Regions from separate parts of the Ovis aries genome. Here regions 1 and 3 are each linked to region 2. The links are chromatin contacts, called in public Hi-C maps. All regions are on one chromosome and are shown on one strand. The core of a region is the stretch at or near the end of the contact, and the rest is flanking DNA. Distances in the headings are between cores, read along the strand shown.

Evidence for each region. A called contact is a pair of places that touch in the nucleus more often than the background predicts.
Region 1: a contact with region 2 is called in a Hi-C map of liver, with 11 times the contacts expected there. The contact joins two enhancer-like sites. A contact is called at or near these places in 14 of 16 Hi-C or Micro-C datasets (blood, hypothalamus, liver and 7 more).
Region 3: a contact with region 2 is called in a Hi-C map of blood, with 4 times the contacts expected there. The contact joins the promoter of RAD51B here to the enhancer-like site in region 2. A contact is called at or near these places in 8 of 16 Hi-C or Micro-C datasets (blood, mixed tissues, omental adipose tissue and 2 more).

Annotation. Positions count from the first base shown.
Region 1 is chr7:78,144,328-78,148,821 of ARS-UI_Ramb_v3.0, forward strand. All of the region lies in intron 7 of RAD51B (RAD51 paralog B), which reads left to right. Among named protein-coding and RNA genes, the nearest start is that of RAD51B, 390 kb to the left of the region's middle. Within about 2 kb of position 2,829, at least 29 of the 54 cell types and tissues checked have an H3K27ac peak or open chromatin away from gene starts, as enhancers often do. A contact at or near this core is called in liver, where this site is marked.
Region 2 is chr7:78,720,627-78,725,492 of ARS-UI_Ramb_v3.0, forward strand. No RefSeq gene overlaps it. Among named protein-coding and RNA genes, the nearest start is that of ZFP36L1, 20 kb to the left of the region's middle. Within about 2 kb of position 3,400, at least 33 of the 54 cell types and tissues checked have an H3K27ac peak or open chromatin away from gene starts, as enhancers often do. A contact at or near this core is called in liver, where this site is marked.
Region 3 is chr7:77,755,773-77,760,528 of ARS-UI_Ramb_v3.0, forward strand. RAD51B (RAD51 paralog B) reads left to right here and starts at 2,086. Exons shown (of 11, transcript XM_060418204.1): 1 at 2,086-3,726. It overlaps ZFYVE26 (zinc finger FYVE-type containing 26), which reads right to left and starts at 1,952. Exons shown (of 41, transcript XM_060418198.1): 1 at 1,896-1,952; 2 at 1,144-1,421. The coding sequence starts at 1,337.

The sequences.
Region 1 (4,494 bases), core at 1,579-4,078, 580 kb before region 2:
TGGTGTTTACCTATGTGTTATGCTGAGTGTATCTACACTCCCAGGCGTGGAGTGGTGGGTGTTAGGCAGTGGGTAGGGGAGAGAGAGGTGGTGTGGGGCTTTAAGGAGCGGGGAGGACAGACAGAGTGTGCTTATTTTCAGTTTGTCAGCTGTTCTGGAAAACTGCCAAAATGAATGAGCTACAACAAGCCCTCATGGTTGTTGTAAGCCAAGGCGAGGCTAGGCCCCTCCTTTTAAAAGGCTCTGTGGAATTTAGACTTAAAACTTCATATGTATTTGGTTTGGGGCAAATGTGAAATCCCTGAACTTTCCCCAGGAAAATATTAGCTCCCTGGAACACACAGTGGGTCCTAACTCTCTGGACAGAAGTGTGTCTTGAGAGAGAAAAAAGAATCCAGCACCTTCCCATTTAGCCTCCTGGCTCGGTTTGGCCAGGAGAGAAAGATTGATGAAAACCCTGATTAGATCTGTCTCCATGGCCTCCAGCAGATTATTGGAAAGGCCTGAAAAAATCCTTTTGATACAGGGGGTAGAGGTTCCAGTGGACGGGGCAGGGGTGGGGTGGGGGGGGAAGGCTGAATCTTGCTGGCCCAAATGTGCCGGGATGCATATAAACAAGCAGCCGGTGGGGGTGGTGGGGGGAAGAATGAGCAAAGGCTGAGCATTTTTACAAGACTAGGCACCGAAATTCTCCTAAGGGAGACGGAACCTGGAACATTTAAAATAAGGCACTTCCATATGGGAAGAAGAGCCTGTAAACTCAGTGTGGTTGAGATTTCAGAAACAGAAATCCATGGCTAGGTTTTTCTAGGCAGGACTTGTATCCTCTGTTGGCAGTCAGGTTCCAAGCCTGACCCCTCTGCCGTGTGACTCTGGTCTGACGTTCATGTCAGGAAAACTCTAGGCTGTTTTTGCCGTCCTCCCTGCTAATGTTGACATTGGTAGGGAGAGAGGAAATCTGGATAAATAGAACTCTTTTCTTGGCGTTGTTAAAAATATTACTAAAAAGAGCAAAGGGTGTTTTCGGAGCTACATGGAAGCAAAGTCTTTCTTTGGAACTTTGAAAGCCTAGGTAGGTGGCTGGGTAAGCATTTTCTCGCAGCCTGTTTGTTTTAGCCTGTGGTGGTTTCTGATTAGCTTTAAGATTCTGATAGAGGGCACACACCCCCCCATCCCTCAGTGGCTCTCTCTCCTGATGCTGTCCTTTGTATCTTGTGATTGAAAACTTACACACCGTTAGGACTTTTCTGAAGATCACATTGTAGCTGGTCTACCAGGAGCTTTAAATTTTCTTGAAATTTTACTGTCAAAAGCAGAAGAACAGCTTTTCATCATTGAACTGGGAGGGGCAGTTTTGTTTGCCCCTTACGTTTTGTGCTTTCAGAAACTGAAATTGAGAACTCCAAGCAACTTGCCTGAAGTTATACCATTTAGTTAGTATGGCCTGATGCCTGGGTTATTATCACAACAAAAGCTGTGCCCCCAGAAGGAAATTTCGGTTCAGATTCTCTATAACTTTAAGAACATGGACAAATATATGGATTTTAGTAAAAACAGCTGATCAAGATAACCTCATCATTCTCAAGGGAATGTAACTTTGAGGAGACACATTTGGAATAACCTGATTTTACACGATAATACAAATTCCTTCTCTACTCTAGTGGGGGAGACTTTCCTATGTTGCATAAGCTATTTGAACATTTTCTAATTTAATACTTCTTATAATCGTAAAGACATTTGTGCTGTGCTCAGCCGCTTCATTGGTCTCCAACTCTTTGTGACACTGTGGTCTGTAGCCCACCAGGCTCCTCTGTCCATGGGGATTCTCCAGGCAAGAATAGTGGAGAGGGTTGCCATGCCCTCCTCCAGGGGATCTTCCCAACTCAGGGATCGAACCTGCATCTCCTGAGTCTCCTGCATTGCAGGCAGATTGTTGACCCACCGAGCCACCTGGGAAGTATACTTATTTGAGAATAAACACAAATTGGTTATGCAAGCCCTTCACACAGAGGGCTCCGTAGATGTAACTGATGCTGTCAGCCAAGGAAGGGTACGACAGAGCAGCGGAGATGGTCTCCATAGTGCTTTCTAGCTGACAGGCGCCTTTGCATACATGTTCAAACTGATCCTCTGGACAGTTTTGTAAAAGTAGGAAAAGCAGGCATAAGTACAACTGTTTTCCAGAAAAGAAAAACAAAGCTCAGAGATACAGAGTAACTCACCCAGCACAGGTGGGTGCTGAGTTGGGTCTCAAACCCAGGCTTTCACTCTAAGCCCGCGGTTCGTTTCATTACCCCCTGATACATGCATACACAGGTGACAGTGCCTTGTGGAGCAATCCCTGGTTTCTTTTCTTTCTAAGGCAGAAAGTATAGTGGCTACACTGCGCCTGCCCAGATGGTTTTTACTTCCTGGCTTGTTTTATTCTATTAGTGCTATTTACCTTCCATGGAGGGACTCAGCCTTTTAAAAATCATTAAAATGGGTTTTTGAGGTTATCCTCGTTTCTCCTTCACATCCTGAACTTGAGACCTAATGTTCCCCGTCTTTCCATTCAAAGGAGAAAAGGATTATTGTGATTGTTGGTGATGCCTCCCCAGGATGCCAGCATAAATGAAGGATGCTCTTTTTTTAAGAAAGAAAGAAAGAAAAAATGCAGTTTAGCAGTGTTCTTGGTTCTTTTTACTCTTTTAACACTGCATCTACTTTTAAAGATATTTGTTTGTTTCCGTGTGAAACACTAGGTGGCAGAATTACTACACCACATAGCACGATAGCCTTTGTTTCTTGCTGCTCTTGGAGCAGGGACCCGAGCTGTGAGGCATAAACCATCTGTGGTTGCAGGAGATTGGACCAACCAACCTGGCCAATATTTTCTTGACAGGGAGCTGGCTGCAGTGATTCTAAAACATATGCTTCCAAGATACTGTCTTTAAGGTTTCCCTCTTTCCTTTTTTTTCCAGCTCCCCAGCATTTTAATTTCTATGCCCCATTGCATCCATGTAGACAGGGCCTGCAGGCAGCTGCTGTGAAATGGCAAATCTAGATGGACGCACCCAGTGGCGCTGGCACTCTTGCCCTTGTGTGCCAGTGGGTCAGGGAGGGTCTGGGGAAAAGAGGCCTGAGCCCTTGTCCCCAAGTGGTGTCGGCGGGTGTGGCCGAGGGGCAGCAGGGGCCAAGCTGGACCAAGCTTGAAAATGCTGCCCTCATTAACTCAGGTATACAGAAGGGCTTTGGTTTTGAAAGAACAGCCTGATCTTGGTTCAGCTGTTTAGCGGGTTTAGAAATGCTGCCACGTGCTCTGTGGGACCCTGCCTCTGTTTCTTCCCCCTGATGCTGCTCTGCCCGAGTCGCAGTGCTGGAAGTGTCTGCTGCCCTGAGCCCCTCCTGAGCCACAGGATGTGCTGTGCTAAACGGAGCTGCTCTGGCGTTGTCCTTTCACGTTGTAAAGGGGATGAGCTTGGGGGTGCAGAAATACTTCTTCGGATTTTTTGCTGAAAAAGAATATCGTTGTAACAAAACAATCCATATTTAAGTCTAGCGATAGCACTCTAAGTATACTCTACCTCAAGGCATCCCAATGAAACCAAGTCTGAATGTGTAAAATGGATCAAACAGAAAGGTCTTATTTTAATTATAAAAGCATTCCTTACAACTGGAGCCACAATCGGATTTTCATTAAATAGCATGCTTCCTGATGTGAATTGTAAATGATTCCATTTACAAAAGCGAAGAAAAAAGAAGTATTTAAACCTTGACTTTTCAGGAACCCACTTGTTGCATGAACTGGACTACAGTTTACCGTACTTCCACCACACCCTACTCTACTTTCCAACTGGGAATCTCAGGGTATTTTTAGCTTATAGCTGAGGGTGCCGGCCCTGACTTGAGTTTTCAGGGAAGACATTGGTGACGTGAAGGCTCCTTGTTGATGGGACCCAGGTGAGTCACAGTAATCAGGGCAAGCCTGCAGCTTAGGGATTTGGGGGTTTTGTTTGTTTGTTCGCCCTCCAGAGATGCCACTTGTTCATAAAGAATAAACTATGTGACTTTTGAGAATACCTGAAACAACGTACATAAATCAGGCCACGGATATCCATCTCAGGCCACCACCGTGGGGAGGCTTTGAAGCTCAAAGAGGGTTGTGAGACCTTCTTGTTTGTTAAGAATGAAATGTCATAAAAATTCCAAAGCAAGACTCAAATTTCCAGGGGGAAGGGACCTCTTTATTGTTTCCTCTAATAGCTGCTTTGGTGCTTTAGTGAATAAATGTGTTGCTCAAAATAACCCGAGATGCAGCCTCGGAACTATAGCCTGGCTTGGCTCCACTTTTGTACTGAGCATCCATTCTGAATTATTTATTTATGATCGTTTCGCTATTTTCATCACTCCTCGCTACCCCCTCTCCCCACTCCCTGCCACCATTTGTCCTGTGTTTTATTCTCATACCCTTCAATTAAGTGATATCTTCTGCTCTGAGGACAACAGCAAATG
Region 2 (4,866 bases), core at 2,150-4,649:
ACCCTCAAAGAGGGGGACAAGGGCTGCACAGACAGACACCTGCTCTGTGCTCAGTGGGCCCCCACAGGGAGCTTCTGGAGCTCTAAGCAGGCATGACAGCCTCCAGACACCAGGGGGCAGCCTAACACACCCTCCAGCGGTCGGAGGGACCCACCAAAGGTGACCTGGCAACAGACACACTTCCAAGACAAATCTAAGTAGCCTGGGCATGCAGAAGAGGAAATCCCAGGGAGGCAAGATGGCCCACACTGCCAGCTCTTGAGTCTTTGCCACTTGCCCCCAGGCAACTGCTGAGCAGCTTCCTGCAAGACAAGCTTCAGCCAGAAGAGAGTGTTGGTGAGGGACCCACAGGCTACAGACTGGCAGGGACATGGGAGACAATAAAAGCAGAAGGTAGGCTGGGGGCTGAGAGAGCAGCCAAGCCAAGTCTTTGGATTCTTGCTCTAGAACCTCCTGCCGAGCAGATGAAAGGTCTGTCCCATCCCAACCTGCTCCACATCCTCTCCTTCTGCTGTCCACAGGACCCCACTGCATGCTCTCCGTGCCTTCATCCCATTAAGGAAGCAGAAAGGAGACCCCAGGAAAGTCTGAATGTTTTCCAAAACTCCTTGGAGTTTGAGATCTTTGAAACGCATTCACGGGATTACTCTCAGAAAGCCCCCTGGCTCCAGAGAAGAGAGCAGCCTCTGTTGTGAGCCCTTCAGAGCTGCAGTGCCTGGGTTCAAATCCTGCCTCTGCTGTTTACCAGCTCTGCAACAGTGGGCAAGGTACTTAGCCTCTGTGCCTTAGTCTCCCGCTCTGTAAAAAGAGTAACAGTGACTCTCTTGGGTCATTGCCTGCAACAATGGCTGGCTACAACAAGGGAAAGCATTTGAAGAAAGCCTGAAGTTTTCACAGACACGCATAGCACTGCTCTGTGCACAAGCCAGAAGCCCCAAAGGTCTGTGCTTCTTCCTGGCAGGATGCAGTTCACAGAGACCACCAAGCTGTGGAGGCAACAGGCCCTGAGTCCGGAACAGGAGTGGGTTTAGTGTCTTCTTAAGAGAGGGAAGCTCCTCTCACAGGGAGCTTCTGGAGCTCTGAGCACCTGAGCTCAGTGCAGCCAGCTTACCCAGTGCAGCCCGCCTGTGCCCACTTTGGGTTTTGTGCAGGACAAGCAGAACACATCACTCACGTTGAAGCTGGGCTTGTTAAACTCATCAGCCAGCGGCTGAAAGACAGGCTGGCAGGCCTCTGGAGGACAGGCCCACGTGGGCAAACCTGGGGAGAGCCAGCCTTGCTGAGGCCAGACCTGCACAGAGGGTGTGAGGAACCTACCAGCCTCAGAGCAGGGTTGGGCTTCCCTGGGACGGAGAGGAAAGAGTTAAGTCGACTCTGGGCTCCAGAGGGCGGCTCTACAGCTATAAACAGTGAGCCAAGGGAGGGAGGGAGCTGACACAGGATGTGGCCAGGGCTCGAGCTGTCTGATTATTAACTTCACTTTTATTTGGAGGGGGATTCGATTCTCTGTTTTACTTCCCATCAAGGAAGTGAAAGCCCAGGTCTCGGAGGGGCCTGGTTTCAAATTGTTTTGTCACAGCTCATTTATTTTTCCTCTTAAATAAATAAACAAAACCACCTCTTTGTTTTCCCCTGAATGAATGTTCAGCAAATTATCTGTGGGTGAGGCATGAAAGGGGTTTTCTGGAGTCTTTCGTGGGGGCACTTGGGCTTTTTTTTTAAAAGGAAAAAAGAAAAGATTATTTTAGCTTCGACCTTCTCCAAGACTGTCAAGGCACTTTCTTTTCTGTCTCATCTTGAGATGGCAGCCTGAAATCACAGCCTCAAGCCCAGTCAGACACACAGACCTTCCTCTGCTGGTCCTTGGGGCCAGCCTTCACATGTCACAGGCTCCAACCCCAAGGCCACACAGTGGAAGCAACAAGAACACTTGGAGCTCAGTGGTTAGTTAGTCCTCTTGGTCAGCTAGGACCCATGGTTTTTGTTCCTTCCACTAAAAATAACAAAGCAATTAAACACAAAAGGGTTCCATCACAGCTTAATAAAATTCCATTGCATGTTCCTTCGCTCAAGGTTCAAAATATTTGGAAAATTTGTTTACAACACTAAAACCATTCAATAATCTCTTGACTCTTGGAATAACCCTTTCCTGTACGACTGACATATGGGAGGGACCAAGGGGGATACAAAGACCACTGTCACACAGTCCCTACCCTCCTGGTGCCCACAGTTCAGAGAGGAGAGAGGAAAACAGAAGCTCCTACAGCAGAGGTCAGTGGAACCACAGGTGGGCAGGGAGGGAAAAGACAGGCTCCGCTGGAAATGAAGGGGGAAATGGAGGATGGTTTCCTGGAGCTTATATTTAAGCTGGATCTTGAAGAACCGATGCTATTAAGAAGAAAGGATATGCGAAGAGCTGAAAAGTACTCGTATGACAGACAATATCAATGTGTGAACCAGGTCAGATACAAGACCGCAGGACCGGTGGAGCCTGGAGGGCCTATGGCTCCTCAAATGGCATTCAGAAAGGCGGCTGAAGGCCTCAAGGTGGAGAGGAGCTCAAAGGAGCAGGCCACTTCAATTCTGCTTCAGCTGCCAGTCCCTGGCTTGGCTGGGAGACGGGCCTGCGTGTGAAGAAGCTGCTGTTAATGCTGTGAGATACAGTTGTCTGGGGGCGGGGGTGCCGACTGACGCTGGGCTAGTCCCAGACACCTGAAGACCACCAGGAGCAACGTTTGCTGCCTGTTCGCGGCCTCTAAGCTTTCTGATCCTGGAATAAGGGGCAAAGAAGGAAGGGGTGACTGGAACAAATCAATTCACTTACAAAGGCTCGGGCTCCTCATGCTATATGGGATATGGGATGGGGTTTCCAAACACCACCACCACCCCGGGGGGAGTTGCCAGGATCCAAGGTTTTCTTCTAGGTCTTGGAAATTCCGCGGCATCGCAGCTTCCAACCCTCAAGGTGCCCTCGCCGCCGGGCTGGGCCGGGCGCCGGCCACGAGGGGGTTAAGGCGCCGCCAAGATGGCCGCCTTGTTTTGCACTCCTGAGGGGTCACGCGGCAGGCTGCCCTTTGCCTCTGGGGAGGCAGTCAAGGTCCCGCCGCCCTCCCCGGGCGGGCGCTCTGCCCTTTGCGGCCGGACGGCGCCTCCTCCCCTGCGCGTCCCGCACTCTCGGGGCCGCTGAACTTTCCAGGCCCCGAGCGAGCCAAACTCCCAACCTTCCAGGCAGCAGGCCTGGCCTTGGAGGAGGCGAGGCACGGAGCCCCACCCAGCCACCCCCGGCGATACCGGGGCCGGGGGTGCGCTCCAGCCGGCTCCTTCGGCCTCTGAGAGCGTCTGGGGGACCTGTGAGCCGAGGCCGCAGCCTGGGCCGCGATCCCTACTTCTCGTCTCTTGCCTGAAGCCGCCCCGGCCGCCTCCCGGAAGGCCTCCGAGGGCTGCGCCCGCCTGCAGCCGAGCAGGGGCGCGATGCAACGTGGTCGCACTGCCCTCCAGTGGCCGGTGTGCCGAACAGCACGGCGGGCCGGGGCAAGGGTCCCGGTGATGACCCAGGGTCCCGGACACTCGGCCGGGCCGGCGGGCCCGACGTGGACTTGCTCATCCCCAGTGCCTTTTATCGGCGGCCCTTTGCCGCGGGGGCACTGATCCAACAGCAGGGCATTTGCTTCCGCCAGTGGTTCTTGAACTCCTCTGTGCCCCCTGAATCTGAGTGCCCAGTTGCTTCAAACCCAGATTCCTACACCCAAAGTCAGGACATCTGCATTTCCTTGCTAACAAGTTCCCAGGAGCAGCTCCTAGGGAGACATTTATAGAACAACTGGCCCAGCGGCTCCTCCTGTCCTGAGGATCCTGTTATTCACTCATTGAGTCTCATATGCCCTGCTGGGCACTGAAGACCAGAGGTGACCGTCACCAAGCTCCTACCTCATGAGACCCTCTCTAACAGAAGAGACAGATTCGTTTAAACAGATAATCTCATAAATAAATACGGTTCCATTTGAGAAAGTGTTCAAATTCCTCTGAAGGAAAAGAATAAGCTGCTCAAAGAACTTGTATGCATGGAAAACTATTTCAGAGTTGGGATGAGGAGGCTGTTGTTCCCTCTCTGAGGAACCTCTAAGCTGAGGCCAACAGGAAGAAGGAAGAGATGTCAGGGAGGTGGGAGAGAGTCTGAGGCAGCAGGTAGAACAGGTGAGAAGCTGTAGATGGTGAAAGGAGATGCAGAGACTGGAAGGATGGAACTGGATGGTGGAAGGGGAGGGGATGTAGAGGGTCAGAGACCCCAGGTCTATTCATCTGGTACCCAAAGACCCCACTTCAAAAGGGGCAACATGCAGAGAAAGCTGAACAATTAGCCACCTGCCTCAGAGCCCAGGAATCATGTCCCACCAGCGAAAACCTCTGCCAAGTGCCCCGGGCCCGTGAACTTGCTGCTCCCTGAACCAGATTTGTGCGGGCTTCTCCCCTAAACCTGAAGGAGAGCCACATTTGATGGATCCAGGTGAGCAACGGTAAGAAGACATGCTGTACCATCTATCCACCTGCACGTTGGGCGTTTCATCTCCTCCCTACTGTGGGTACAGGATACAGCCATTTCTCCAATGAGCATTTTTAATTATCTATGTGTCTGCTCTGGAGTCACCTCAGTGACACATGAGGTGTGCCACAAGGGGCATGGCCTGCCCCCTGGACTGTCCTACAGGGCAGGGAGATGGAGGACCCCATCCCTGACCCCAGTCTCAGTTCCTAGCCAGCTGCCTGAATCCACATCCCACCCACATATCCCTGGGGCAGCTCCTGGAGGGGAAGGGGGCAGGGAACAAGATGGCAACGGGAGGCTGAGGACTCTACTGTGAGGATGTT
Region 3 (4,756 bases), core at 836-3,335, 970 kb before region 2:
ACTAACTGTTAATAGCACTGCCAGGAAGAACTTCAAAATTCACACAGAGAACACTGGTTGCTAGGGGACAAAGAAGGAATCAATGCACAAATGGGTAGTCCCAGGGACTGGTGGAGGGGGGGTGCCGGAATTCTTTTGCGGTGATGCCTGATTATAGTGGTAGTTACATGAATCTTAGAATGGATAAAGATGCACAGAGCTGCACACATAAAAATGAATACATATTGGGACTACCCTGGTGGTCCAGTGGTTGGGACTCACACTTCTAATGCACGGGGTGTGGGTTCCATCTCTGGTTGGGGCACTAGGACCCTGCATGCAGTGCAGAACGGCCAAAAAAAAAAAAAAAAAAAGAGAGAGAGAGAATGCAGATTAAAAAAACTGTGAAAACCAAATCAGGATGTAGTCTAGCTATCAGTGGTGGTGGTTTAGTCGCCTAGTCGTGTCCAACTCTTTGCGACCCCATGGCCTGCCAGCTCCTCTGTCCATGGGATTTCCCAGGAAAGAATACTGGAGTGGGTTGCCATTTCCTTCTCCAAGGGATATTCCTGACCCTGGGGCTGAACCCGAGTCTCCTGCATTGGCAGGCGAATTCTTTACTGCTAAGCCATGAGGGAAGCCCCCCCTAGTTAACAGTACTGGTGTCAATTTTGTGGTTTGATATTCACTATAGTTATATAAGATGTCACAATTGGGGGAAGTTGGGGAAAGGGTACTCTTTGTATTATTTATGCATTTCTTGTGAGTCTATAATTAATTATTTCAAAATAAAAAGTTTCAAGTGAACTCACTTCTGGTCCTTTGTTAAAGCTACAACAGTATCTTCAATATCACAAGCAAGAAGGGAGCAGGATTTGCTCTTATGGAGGCAAAGAAAATGCTTTATTATTAATGATAATAAACATGAAATGCTCGTTCCAGGCTTAAATGCAGTTTCAGATGATAGTTCAAAGCCAAACTGATTAAGTAATAAACAGGCATGTAACAATATTATAGAAGTAAAATTTCAGAACAAGTGAAATACAATCTGCCTTTGTTAATTCTTCAAAGGTGATTGAGTGAGGCACGTGGACCAGAGCTCAAGTATTGAACATTTCCTCTCTCGTCCTGTGACTGCATGGCAGGAAGCAAGAGATCCCTTACCTCAGCTGATTGGGACACAGGACCAGCGCCCAAAGTATATCTTCCACCTTCTTTGGGATATCCCCTTGTGCCTCGTGTAGCTGAGGTACGCATGCCTTTGCCAGCTCCCATTCTCCTCTCCGAAGGCACTCACAGAAAAATCCTAAAAGCTGCTTCTGGGAAGCAGCTTCCTCTTTTCCAAATGGATGGTGCATTTTCCCCAGCACAGAGTGCAGGGAGATAGAAACAGATGAATTACAGAAAACACATCGGCTTTTTTCTCATTTGTGGACTATCTCCTAGAAACAATACACATCCGAGAGAAAAGAAAAGGAAGGAATAAGACAAACTAGTAATCACTTCCCGTACGAGGAAAGGCAGGACTTACTTTTCTAATCTGACATGTTACTGTCTCTCTTTTTGAGAAGTTCCACCTTTCCCCAAGGGGTGGATCCCATCTCTCTAGGCGCATCCAATATTTGATTAATATTAATCGTCATATTAGCCCGCAACGCAGACCCAAAACTCCACTTCCTTATTTCCTCCTGAACTTTATGCCCAATCTGGCTTCAAATCCCCAGGTGGTCGCCTCCCTAAAGATGAGAAATTCAGCAGGAACCTCCCTAGTTTGAGCCCTCTTTTAAGGCAGAGCACTGACGATCAGGAGAGGAATCGGTGTCAGAACGGGAAGGCGGTGGGGATTGGGGCGCGGGGACGCTTCCTATCCGGATCGTGGAGAGCGCTCCTGCCTCCTCCGGGCGCCTTACACTCACCCGCTCCCGGTGCCCAAATCTGTACATCTTCCAGCGAAGCCATGTTTGAGCCGAGTCAGGTGACAAATCTTGTTCGGCAGGCTGGGGCAGGGGGGTGAGGGGGAGGCGGGAATGAGGATTGACATCGGCTACTGTAATTGGTCAATGGAGGAAAGATGCAAATAAAGCGCCATATTTGTTTGGGTCACGTGACTCTACCTCAGGACCCGAGGAAGCTAGCCAGCTGGGAAAGCGATACCAGATACGTGCCTTAGGACCATCCCTCACAGTTCTGACAGTTCCTCCGCTTGATACCTTCCGTTTTGCCTTCGATGGAGCGAGTGGCAGGAATAGCTGTGTGCCTTGATCTTTTTTCTTTTGTTTTCTTTTCTCCTCCTAGTTTGAAGTTAGCGTTTACCTAGCGCCAGCCAGTGACAGTGCTTTGCCACGCCCTGGGGATACCCAGATCAAGGAGACTTAAGTCCTTCGTTATTATTCCGTCCACTTGGACTCCCTTATAATTCTGGAACCCTACGTTCTGAATTTCCAGTTCCTTCTGCTTAACTCCCGTTATGTATTTGCTCATTTTCCGACTTATGACCAACCTAGACAACATATTAAAAAGCAGAGACATTACTTTGTCAACAAAGGTCCGTCTAGTCAAGGCTATGGTTTTTCCAGTAGTCATGTATGGATGTGAGAGTCGGACTATAAAGAAAGCTGAGCGCCAAAGAATTGATGCTCTTGAACTGTGGTGTTGGAGAAGACTCTTGAGAGTCCCTTGGACTGCAAGGAGATCCAACTAGTCCATCCTAAAGGAGATCAGTCCTGGGTGTTCATTGGAAGGACTGATGTTGAAGCTGAAACTCCAATACTTTGGCCACCTGATGTGAAGAGCTGACTCATTTGAAAAGACCCTGATGCTCAGAGGGATTGAGGGCAGGAGGAGAAGGGGACGACAGAGGATGAGATGGCTTGGTGGCATCACCGACTCAATGGACACGGGTTTGGGTGGACTCGGGGAGTTGGTGATGAACAGGGAGGCCTGGCGTGCTGCAGTTCATGGGGTTGTAAAGAGTCGGATACAACTGAGCAACTGAACTGAACTGAACCGACAACCGTGAAGTGCGCTAGACTCTACTTTAGAAGCTGAAGAAGATGTGGTCCTTGTCCTCAAAGAGATCACAGTCTACTGAGGGGTACAGGTCAATAGTTACGATGCAGTGGGCTAAATGATAACACAGAGGTATGCACAGGGGAGATGAGAGCAAAGAATTAGCAAAAAGCCATTTTCAAATATAATAATCTGAAATCGAGTCTTAAAACAATTTACTAGGTTTCCTCATCACAGCTGTTTTTATACTGAACTTTCTGGTTTCCGTCATGTTCTTCAACTATAGACTCGGACTTTTCCCCATTACATGTTTTTGGCTTGAGCAGTTTCATTGAATATTTTCCAAACTATTTCACCACTAAAGGCGGAGAAAAAACCAAAGCAACCCAAAAATTATCTTCCAAAACTTGGATGATTGGTGGATTCTCGTCTATTCTCAGAAAATTGACGTGTCTTTCTGGTCCATTAAGCAGCTTTTAAATGAAGTGACAAAATAAAGAATAGAAACTTAAAGTTATTTCCTGGCATCGTATTCTCCTTGCTGACATTCCTCCACCGGGTTTTGATAATCACTATAATGAGAAATTGACTGGGACTCACCGATATTAGAGAGTGTGAACTACAATTCCCAGCAAGCAGCGGAGCCGCCCTGGGCCTGTGCCTACCTTTTATTGGATAGTTCCCCAGGGTGACGACCCAACCAGGGCTTCGGTTATTGCTTTCCATCGCTTTCCGCGGGTAAGTGTGTAAGGGATAGGGGAAACTTTGAAAGTTGGATGCTGCAGAACCCGGTACTGGAAAGTTTCCTGTTGCGGGCGGTTTGGGGGAATGGGGTGCGCTTAGTATTTCCTACTCCCTCTCTGGGCACGTGTTGTTGATATCGGGGGAGTGGAGAGCCACTCTTGGGTGCAGACGCACGCCCCCTTAGGTACATTGGGATCTTATCTTGAGCCCAGCCGCAGATCTTAGGGGGTCTGGTCTTCCTTTGTGGGGGTTGCGTGGAAGCTGCACCTTGTTGGGAAGAGCTGTTAAGGGATTCTGGGGTGATGTTTTCGCCTCTTGATGTCCATCCATCTTCCCACGTGTGGGCAGTTTGAGGTCTAGGAAGGAGAGCCCGTCATTAAGGGAAGTTGAGTGTCTGCCTGTCTTCAGGTGTTGTTGAATTAAGAGGTACTTAATAGTGTGGAATATGGAGTCAGATACCTGGGTTCGAATGCAGACTCCACCTTGTGCTAGATGTTAGGCTTTGCTTAAGTTTTTCAACTCAGTGCCTCGGTATCAAACTATAAAATGGGGTAAAAATCTGAGTTCTTGGAAAAGTGGCATGTAATAAGGGCTCAAGAAATATTAGCTATTATTGTTAATTCACAATTTTCTATCGTAAGGATTTTTCTTTTCTTGATAAGAAGAGCATTCACTTTCCAGGATCGAACTTCTTCCCTCACACCCTCGTGCACATGCACTCACACATATAGGCAGGGCATGGATTTAACGTGGAAGAAACAAACGTTCAAGCCATAACAGCGTGTTAATAAGATTATCGAACAAATGAGTTCACCGTGTGATGAGAACATTGGAGAGAAAGAGAGTAAGCAGGAAGTCTTTGTGGAGGAAAATCAGGGAGGCAGGATGGCCCTTATGTAACCTATCAATGTTATGGCTGGAAGGCAGGTCACCTGAGGTCGCAAATGCTGGTTTTGCTGAATGAATTAATAGTAATTGTTAGCACTAGGAGCCAGGCACCATCCACATCCTCTAACCTTCACTA